Regions from separate parts of the Mus musculus genome. Here region 1 is linked to region 2. The links are chromatin contacts, called in public Micro-C maps. All regions are on one chromosome and are shown on one strand. Each heading gives the region's core, a stretch centred on a gene start, on an enhancer-like site or on the middle of the called end of the contact. The rest is flanking DNA. Distances are from core to core; before and after follow the strand shown. Region 1 overlaps Gm41427 (a long non-coding RNA gene). Region 2 overlaps Dgcr2 (DiGeorge syndrome critical region gene 2).

The links. Hi-C and Micro-C count contacts between places; a contact is called where the count stands out from the background.
Region 1: a Micro-C map of the G1E-ER4 cell line shows a contact between it and region 2. The contact joins two enhancer-like sites. A contact is called at or near these places in 8 of 484 Hi-C or Micro-C datasets (B cells, the Ba/F3 cell line, CD4 T cells and 5 more), 7 of 115 datasets of contacts at active chromatin or transcription factors (the SCID.adh cell line, bone marrow-derived macrophages, embryonic stem cells and 3 more) and 2 of 9 other capture datasets (adipose tissue and liver).

Annotation. Positions count from the first base shown.
Region 1 is chr16:17,937,555-17,941,574 of GRCm38.p6, reverse strand. Gm41427 (a long non-coding RNA gene) reads right to left here. Exons shown (of 4, transcript XR_875938.1): 2 at 3,567-4,020. Among named protein-coding and RNA genes, the nearest start is that of Gm41427, 3.5 kb to the right of the region's middle. Within about 2 kb of position 2,529, at least 62 of the 459 cell types and tissues checked have an H3K27ac peak or open chromatin away from gene starts, as enhancers often do. A contact at or near this core is called in the G1E-ER4 cell line, where this site is marked.
Region 2 is chr16:17,870,951-17,874,662 of GRCm38.p6, reverse strand. It overlaps Dgcr2 (DiGeorge syndrome critical region gene 2), which reads left to right. Exons shown (of 10, transcript NM_010048.3): 2 at 1,978-2,100. Among named protein-coding and RNA genes, the nearest start is that of Dgcr2, 19 kb to the left of the region's middle. Within about 2 kb of position 1,327, at least 12 of the 459 cell types and tissues checked have an H3K27ac peak or open chromatin away from gene starts, as enhancers often do. A contact at or near this core is called in the G1E-ER4 cell line, where this site is marked.

The DNA of each region.
Region 1 (4,020 bases), core at 1,280-3,779, 66 kb before region 2:
GGACTGAGTGCTGCTGTCTTCAGAAATCCCCCAGGTCTTCAGAATCAGATTAGGATAGCCTCAGCCTCACCTCAGCCTCACCTCAGCCTCACCTCAGCCTCACCTCAGCCTCAGCCTCAGCCTCAGCCTCACCTCAGCCTCACCTCAGCCTCACCTCAGCCTCACCTCAGCCTCAGCCTCAGCCTCAGCCTCACCTCAGCCTCACCTCAGCCTCAGCCTCAGCCTCACCTCAGCCTCACCTCAGCCTCACCTCAGCCTCACCTCAGCCTCACCTCAGCCTCACCTCAGCCTCAGCCTCAGCCTCAGCCTCACCTCAGCCTCACCTCAGCCTCAGCCTCAGCCTCACCTCAGCCTCAGCCTCAGCCTCACCTCAGCCTCACCTCAGCCTCACCTCAGCCTCAGCCTCACCTCAGCACCAGCCTCAGCCTCACCTCAGCCTCAGCCTCACCTCAGCCTCACCTCAGCCTCACCTCAGCCTCACCTCAGCCTCACCTCAGCCTCAGCCTCACCTCAGCACCAGCCTCAGCCTCACCTCAGCCTCACCTCAGCCTCACCTCAGCCTCACCTCAGCCTCACCTCAGCCTCACCTCAGCCTCAGCCTCACCTCAGCCTCACCTCAGCCTCAGCCTCAGCCTCACCTCAGCCTCAGCCTCACCTCAGCCTCAGCCTCACCTCAGCCTCACCTCAGCCTCACCTCAGCCTCACCTCAGCCTCACCTCAGCCTCAGCCTCACCTCAGCCTCACCTCAGCCTCAGCCTCACCTCAGCCTCACCTCAGCCTCAGCCTCACCTCAGCCTCAGCCTCAGCCTCAGCCTCACCTCAGCCTCACCTCAGCCTCAGCCTCACCTCAGCCTCAGCCTCAGCCTCAGCCTCAGCCTCACCTCAGCCTCACCTCAGCCTCACCTCAGCCTCAGCCTCAGCCTCAGCCTCAGCCTCACCTCAGCCTCACCTCAGCCTCAGCCTCAGCCTCAGCCTCAGCCTCACCTCAGCCTCAGCCTCACTTCAGCCTCAGCCTCAGCCTCACCTCAGCACCAGATTAGGACAGCCTCGTTCACTAAGAAGCTACTGGTTTGTTTCTCATTTAGGCTTTATCCCTACCTGGCCTGGGATTTGCTATGTACACCAGGCTGGCTTCAGATTCAGAGATTTCTGCCTCCTTTGTATTGGACTTACTGGTGTGACACCATGCTCGGTAAAATGCAAGATAATATATCTTAAAATTCAGTGGAAGCTCAAACAGCAATCATGAGGGGGAAAAATAATGCTGGAGGTAACACCACACTGATTTCCAGTTATATTACAGAGATATGGTAACAAAGTCAGCATGGTACTGACACAAACACACATGTTGATTGGTGAAACCAAATAGAAGATCAATATATGAACCCATGAAGCTTCAGCCACCTGAGTTTTGAAAAAAAAAAACAAAATAAAACAAACAAACAAACAGGAGAGATGGCTCAGCAGTCCTGATGAGATGCTCTTCCAAGGTCCTGAGTTCAAATCCCAGCAATCACATGGGATCTGACGCCCTCTTCTGGCGTGTCTGAAGACAGCTACAGTGTACTTAAATAATAAATAATAAATCTTTAAAACAAAAAAAAAATAAACATTCCAAAAAGTAGATGTTGTAGGAAAGCTGGCTTCTTTAACAATGGTGCCAGAAAAACTGGATATTTACATGTTGAAGAAAGAATGAATCTAGATTATCTTTTGCCCTTGGTAAAAATAACTTTGGATGGATGAAGGACTTTGAGACTAAAAGACTGAAACTATAGTTTCCAGAAACAAACTATATTGAGATTCAGGCACAGCACGGGCAAGGGCTTTCTAAACAGAACACTAGGTCCTCCAAAAATACAGCCAATGATGGACAGATGAGGCCCCATAGATTTTACACTCCACAGGAAACATTACTGCATGGGGGCAGCGTGTGGAGCGAGAGGAAGTGTTTGCCAGGTTTGTGTCTCAGAGAAGACCGATATCTATACAGACAACACAGTGGGCGGGGCTCAGTCGAAAAGTAGATTAAGGGGAGCCAGGGAGGTGGCTCAGTGGGTAAGAGTACACGGCTACACAAGCATGAAGCCCTGGGTTCAAAGTCCCCAGAAGGAAATAGAACCTGGCTGTCAGCAAATGATGAATACTTATGTATATCCCTAGCCTGCTGTTTCACCTAACCCTCCCGTCTGTGCTGTAGCTGGCTCCACTCCCAGCCTGGCCACATGAACAAAAAAAATCTCCTTTCTCTGCTCTCACTATTTGTCTTCTCACTAAGTGGCGCCTAAGTTCAAGCGGCAGAGCCAAGCTTGTTAGCACTGCCAACACCCCGCCTCTCACCTGAACAACTGGAAACAAATACTCTTTATTCTCCTGTCATTTCCCTTCCCATCTTCCTATACCCTCACCCGCAAATGAAACTTCCAAGAAACCTTTCTTTTGTGCCTACACACAAGCTATGGCCTCCCTCTGAGACAGCACAGACTGGAGGCCACAGCAACTGCCAAAACCGGTACTACCACCTGGGGGCAGCCTTGCCAGCTGCCCAGCCCTGCTTCTGGCCACCGAGCTAAAGCTAGCCTGTTCACACACATCGCCTATAGGGCTCTGCGGTACTGTCTCTCCTCTGTGACCAGAAGGCACCTTCGGTGTTGTACCCCTAGTCAGGAAAACTCTGTGAAGGAGATTGTCTCCACGCATTTCCTTTCTGTTAGAGCCTCCTCTGTGTTGGTGAAACCCCTGCCCATACAGTGGCTCCTGTCTCCATCAATACTTTCATTTAAGAAACACTTGGAGAGGCAGGGGGATCTCTGTGAGATCAAGATCATCCTGGTCTACAGAGCGAGTTCCAGGATAACACCCAGGGCTGCACAGAGAAACCCTGTCTCAAAATGGAAACAGGAAAACAAAGGAAAACAAAACAAACAAACAAACAAACCCAGGTGGCCCAAGGAATACTTGGTGTCCACCTGCTTTGCACTGAATTAAAATGTTCAGGTGACTTTAGCGGATTAGGTAATGAAACAAGTATGTCTGCTCCTAGGAGTGGCCAGTAGCTACAACGCAGCCCTACTATAAACCCTGGGTCCTGTGAGACACAGTAGAACCCAAGATTGGACATGTGTGTTTGCAGCGATCATGGTGAGTCAGCCACGTGGAGTCAGCTGCCAGACTGACTGTGGGCACACCTTACTACAGGAACCACAAAGTTCATCAGGGACCCGGCATGCTGTTAGTATAAGGGGGGGCAGGAAGCTGACCAAGACTCTAATGCCTTTCTTCTCTTGTGCTTCCTCTAGTGAGAATCCTGGTCAAGATAAGAAGAGTGCCCAGGGACCTGAGTGCAGGGGGACGTCAGAGTCGCAAGGCTGCACTTGACTGTGGTCTTCAGCTGACTAGATAAGGTGGTTTAACTGCCACAATCACCACTGTGGCTATTATAAGGCCACTGACTTACTCTGTTCCCTGGACATCTCTGCTGTCACTAGTTGATTTTGGTACCAGCTCTTTGGTGGCTCTATGGGGAAGGAGGGATGGGAAGAGGCGGGTGTGAAGTAGTTACTGACCTGCAGGACTCGGGCCCCTGCAGTGGGATGCACTTTCTTCTGCACTGGGGTGGGGTTTCCAGAAGAGTCCCGTGCTGCGCTCCAGATGAGGGCCACAGTGACAAGCACAGCTCCTAGACTGTGGCTGGGGAGAGAAGCAGGGTGCTGCCCACCTTAGGACGCATCCTGGTGGAAGAGCTAACAGAGCCGGCTGAGCCCCTTGGTGTGACAGCTGATGTGGGAACGGCGGGAAGACAGCCTCAGGGGAAGCCAGGTGTACACGCCTGCCTTCTGCTAGGTGCCACACAGCTCTGCATGGAAGGCTGGGGAATCAGACTTCAGAGAGATAAATACAGGGCAGCACATGTTGCACAGACCAGTGCTCTCCGCCATTGCCCAAAGAGGGTCACCTCAATGTCCTAGAGCAGGGAGAAATGGAATTGCAAAATGGCCAGAGAAGCTTGCAGTCCATAGT
Region 2 (3,712 bases), core at 78-2,577:
TTTTATTTTATTTTATTTTTAAGATTTCTTTTATTTGAGGGCTGTAGAAGTGGCTCAGTGGTTTAGAGTGCTAACTGCTCTTTCAGCAGACCCTGTGTTTGCTTCCTAACACCAGCATGGCAACTGACAACAGTTTCAGGGACGCCAGCACCTCCTTCCAGCTTTCACAAGGCATGCAGGAATGTAGTATGCAGACGTATATGCAGCCAAAACACCTGTGTTTGTGAAGTAAAATAAAATTTAAATTTAAAAAAGCAAAGTCATGGGCTGAAGAGATGTTGGAGTGGTTAAGAGCACTTGTTATTCTTGCAGAGGACCAAAGTTCAATTTCCAGCATCCATACAGTGGCTCACAGCCATCCATAACTCGAGCTCCAGGGATCCAGTGACCTCTTCTGGCTTCCAGGGCACTGCATGCAAATGGTCCACAGCCATATACCACACACAAAATAAATATTAAAAAAAAAAAAAGGCAGAATTAAGAACGGTGGTGTAAGTTCTACACTCTAGCTGGGAGTGCATCCTCCTTTTGATCCATTCCCTAGACATGTGAGGGCATATGCGAGCCTTTATGAGGGAATCAGACCCAGGGCCTCCAGAACAGACAGTGCTCTTAACCAGTAAGTCATCTCTCCAGCAACCCCCACCTCCTTTTTTTTTAAAGGAAAACTTTATTACATTTAAACTTTTTGTATGTTGGGAGTGTATTATGTGTTTGGTGCATATGTGGGGGGTCAGGGAATGACTTGCAAGAGTCAATTCTCTCCTTTTGCTATGTGGGTTCCAGGGATCAAACTCAGTCATCAGACTTGCCAGCAGGCCACCTTACCCACCCAACCACCCCACTGCTCCTCATAGTCTTTGTCAAAAGATGAAACCTTAAGTCCAGTTCCTAATCTTGGATAAAATTCTCTATAAAATGTCATTGTGGCCTTAGGAGATATCTCAGTCAGTAAAGTGTTTTCTATGCAAGCATGAGGGCCTGGGTTCAATACCTAGCACCCATGGTACATATTTACTGTCTTGGGTGTTTGGGGAGGCAGAAACAGGCAGCCCTGGGGCTTGCTGGCTAACCTTACCCTAAACAGCCATCTCAGGTCAATGAGAAACCGTGTCTCCAAAAACAAAGTGGGCAGCGCCTGAGAAGAACCCAATAATCCAAACAACAGCAGCAGACAACCTGTATGGAAAGTGAGGCAGGCTAGGGCTTAAGCTCGGGAGGGTGCTTGCCCTCCGTGCACAAGGCCTGGGCCACCAGTGTGCTGCTGTGTGTCTGGGCCACATGGTGAGAGCCTGTCTCCAAAGGAAAGGGGCATGAGGGGAGAGTAAAGGAAAGTCAGCACAAGGGAGGAGTTGACACTGGGCGCTAGTGTCCTTGCTGCCTCCTCTTTTGAAGCCTGTGTTTTGCTGAGTTTGTTTAGCATTTTTATCAGTCAGAAGCCAGCTTTACCTTACTCTTCTCATGTTACTGCCTTAGTGACCTGCTGCCTGCAGCACGCTGATAGATAAAAGTGAGGAATCTCAGCCTGCAGCTTCTCTCAGCTGGGTTTCCAGGGTCTTGCGTGGCCTCATCTGTTCACACCTCACCTTGACGAGCCCTCTTGTAAGCTCTTATTTCCCTGCAGTGTTGTTGCTGTGACACCACACAGAACATGATGAAGTGTTGCCTTTCTAGGAAACCCTATTCAAGTTCCACCTTTTAAGAAAGGTGTCCGGAGTCCCTTGGCTAGAGATGGTTCTGCCCTTCACCCTATATTAGCACGCCACTTAAATGTTCTGTATATTCTGGTGCAAGCTTATAACCATTTTCCTCTATTTTGGGAGCATGCTCAGACCCTGCTGAGGAAGCAGTCTATGGGCAGCTCACTCAGCTCCTAGACTTCTTTCCCAGGGCTACGATGATGTGGGCAGAGCACCTCCCTTCTACGTTTCTGCTTCTATGCACTTCCTCAACAGCCTGTTACCCTTTGTTCTACAGAGCTTCGGTGCAACCCTGGGCAGTTTGCATGTCACGGTGGTACCATCCAGTGCATACCCCTCCCCTGGCAGTGTGATGGCTGGCCAACGTGTGAGGATAAGAGTGATGAAGCCGACTGTCCAGGTGAGTGAGTGGGTCCACCTGTCTCTTTGCCATGGTCTCCCACGAGGAAGGAGTGTGATCAGGCAATCCATGTGGTCTGTACACATTGGAAGGGTAGTGTGAGTTGACCCACTCTTAGCTTTTAAAAAGTGTTGACCATGGAATGATCTAGAACTCATGAGTTAACAGCACTGGGGATTTGAGGTACTATTAACCCTGGACTCTCAGAACCTTGAGAAGGGTATGTGTGTGTGCTCACTGGCTCTGGGTATCAGTACCCACTGAGGCTTGACAAGTGTAAACTGTAAACTAGCACTGTGCTTATTTCCCTTGCCCAAGCGTTCTCTGGTAACGTGGCACTTGGGGATTTTCTCATGGCCAGTTATAAAATCCTAAAGACACAGACTGGTTTCTACCTCAGCACCCTGATGAATTTAAAGCACCATGAGTAATAGCATTCATTCCATCCATAGGTCGCGTCGTCTTGTGATAGGTGGGAGGGGCAGCATCCCATGCACGTGTGTTCATGTCTGTGTGGCGTTGTTGACACTGATTGCACATGCACACACTGACTCAGGATCCTTCAGGATTTCAATTGAAGCCTGTCAGAAAAAGGCATGTCATGTAATAGAAATAATACGTTTTCTCAGTGAGAAATTACTCCACACACTTAGAGGTGAAGGGAAGCTCTTTACTTAAGCACCTGATCCACTGGTCTAATGCCCGAATAACAGTCACCTCCCAACAGAAGAGCTTATGCATTCCACATAACACTGGCATCCTTAAGTCTCTTTTGGGTCCTGGCCCCAGGCTATACTTTGAATACTTTGTAAACAGAGACTGGAGGCTGCAAATCTGGCTTAGTTTGGGCAGATAGATTTACATAGTGAAGATATTATTTATTACCAGAGTTATTTAAGTACATCCAAGTGTTCTCTTTTAAATAATTATTACCCAGATTCATCCTGCCCTCCTGACAGAGTTATGTTTTTCCTGATAAGAGAGCACTGGAGACTTTATGGCAGGCTGATAGATAAAACTTAATGATGGGTGTGATCCTGTTGCAGGACTCTTTGTAGAAAAAGCACTCTGATAAGAGTGAGTGTGAGCAGAGGAAATGTCTGTCATCCATGTGGGTCCAGTTTGCATTCTCAGTTTCCTCTAAAACCACGAGGTGGGGCAAACAATCAAGCAACATTACCCAGAGATATAGATGACATCAGGCGGTTAAGAGTGACAGCCCATCACAGTAGCACATTTTGTTGAGGAGACAAGTGAGATCATGCTGGGCAAGTCGGCGGCACAGCAGTACTTGAGGAACTCAGTAGTCGGCATCTAATGATTAGTCTTCTCCACTTTATTACACTTTAGCTTTGTACTCGCCCCCAGAATTGGCTGCTAGAGGTCTATTTCTTTTTCCCTAGATTTATTTTATTTATTTGTGTGTGTGTGTGCATGGGGATCATGGAAGAGGGAATTGATCTCTTGGAGCTAGAATTATAGGCAATTGTGAGCTGCCTAACATGGATGGACACTGGAAAGTGCTCTTAATCCCTGAGCCTCTCTCCAGCCCCTAGAGGTAAGTCTTCAGTATGCAAATCGGGACAGAATGGATGGTTGTTACTAAGTTATG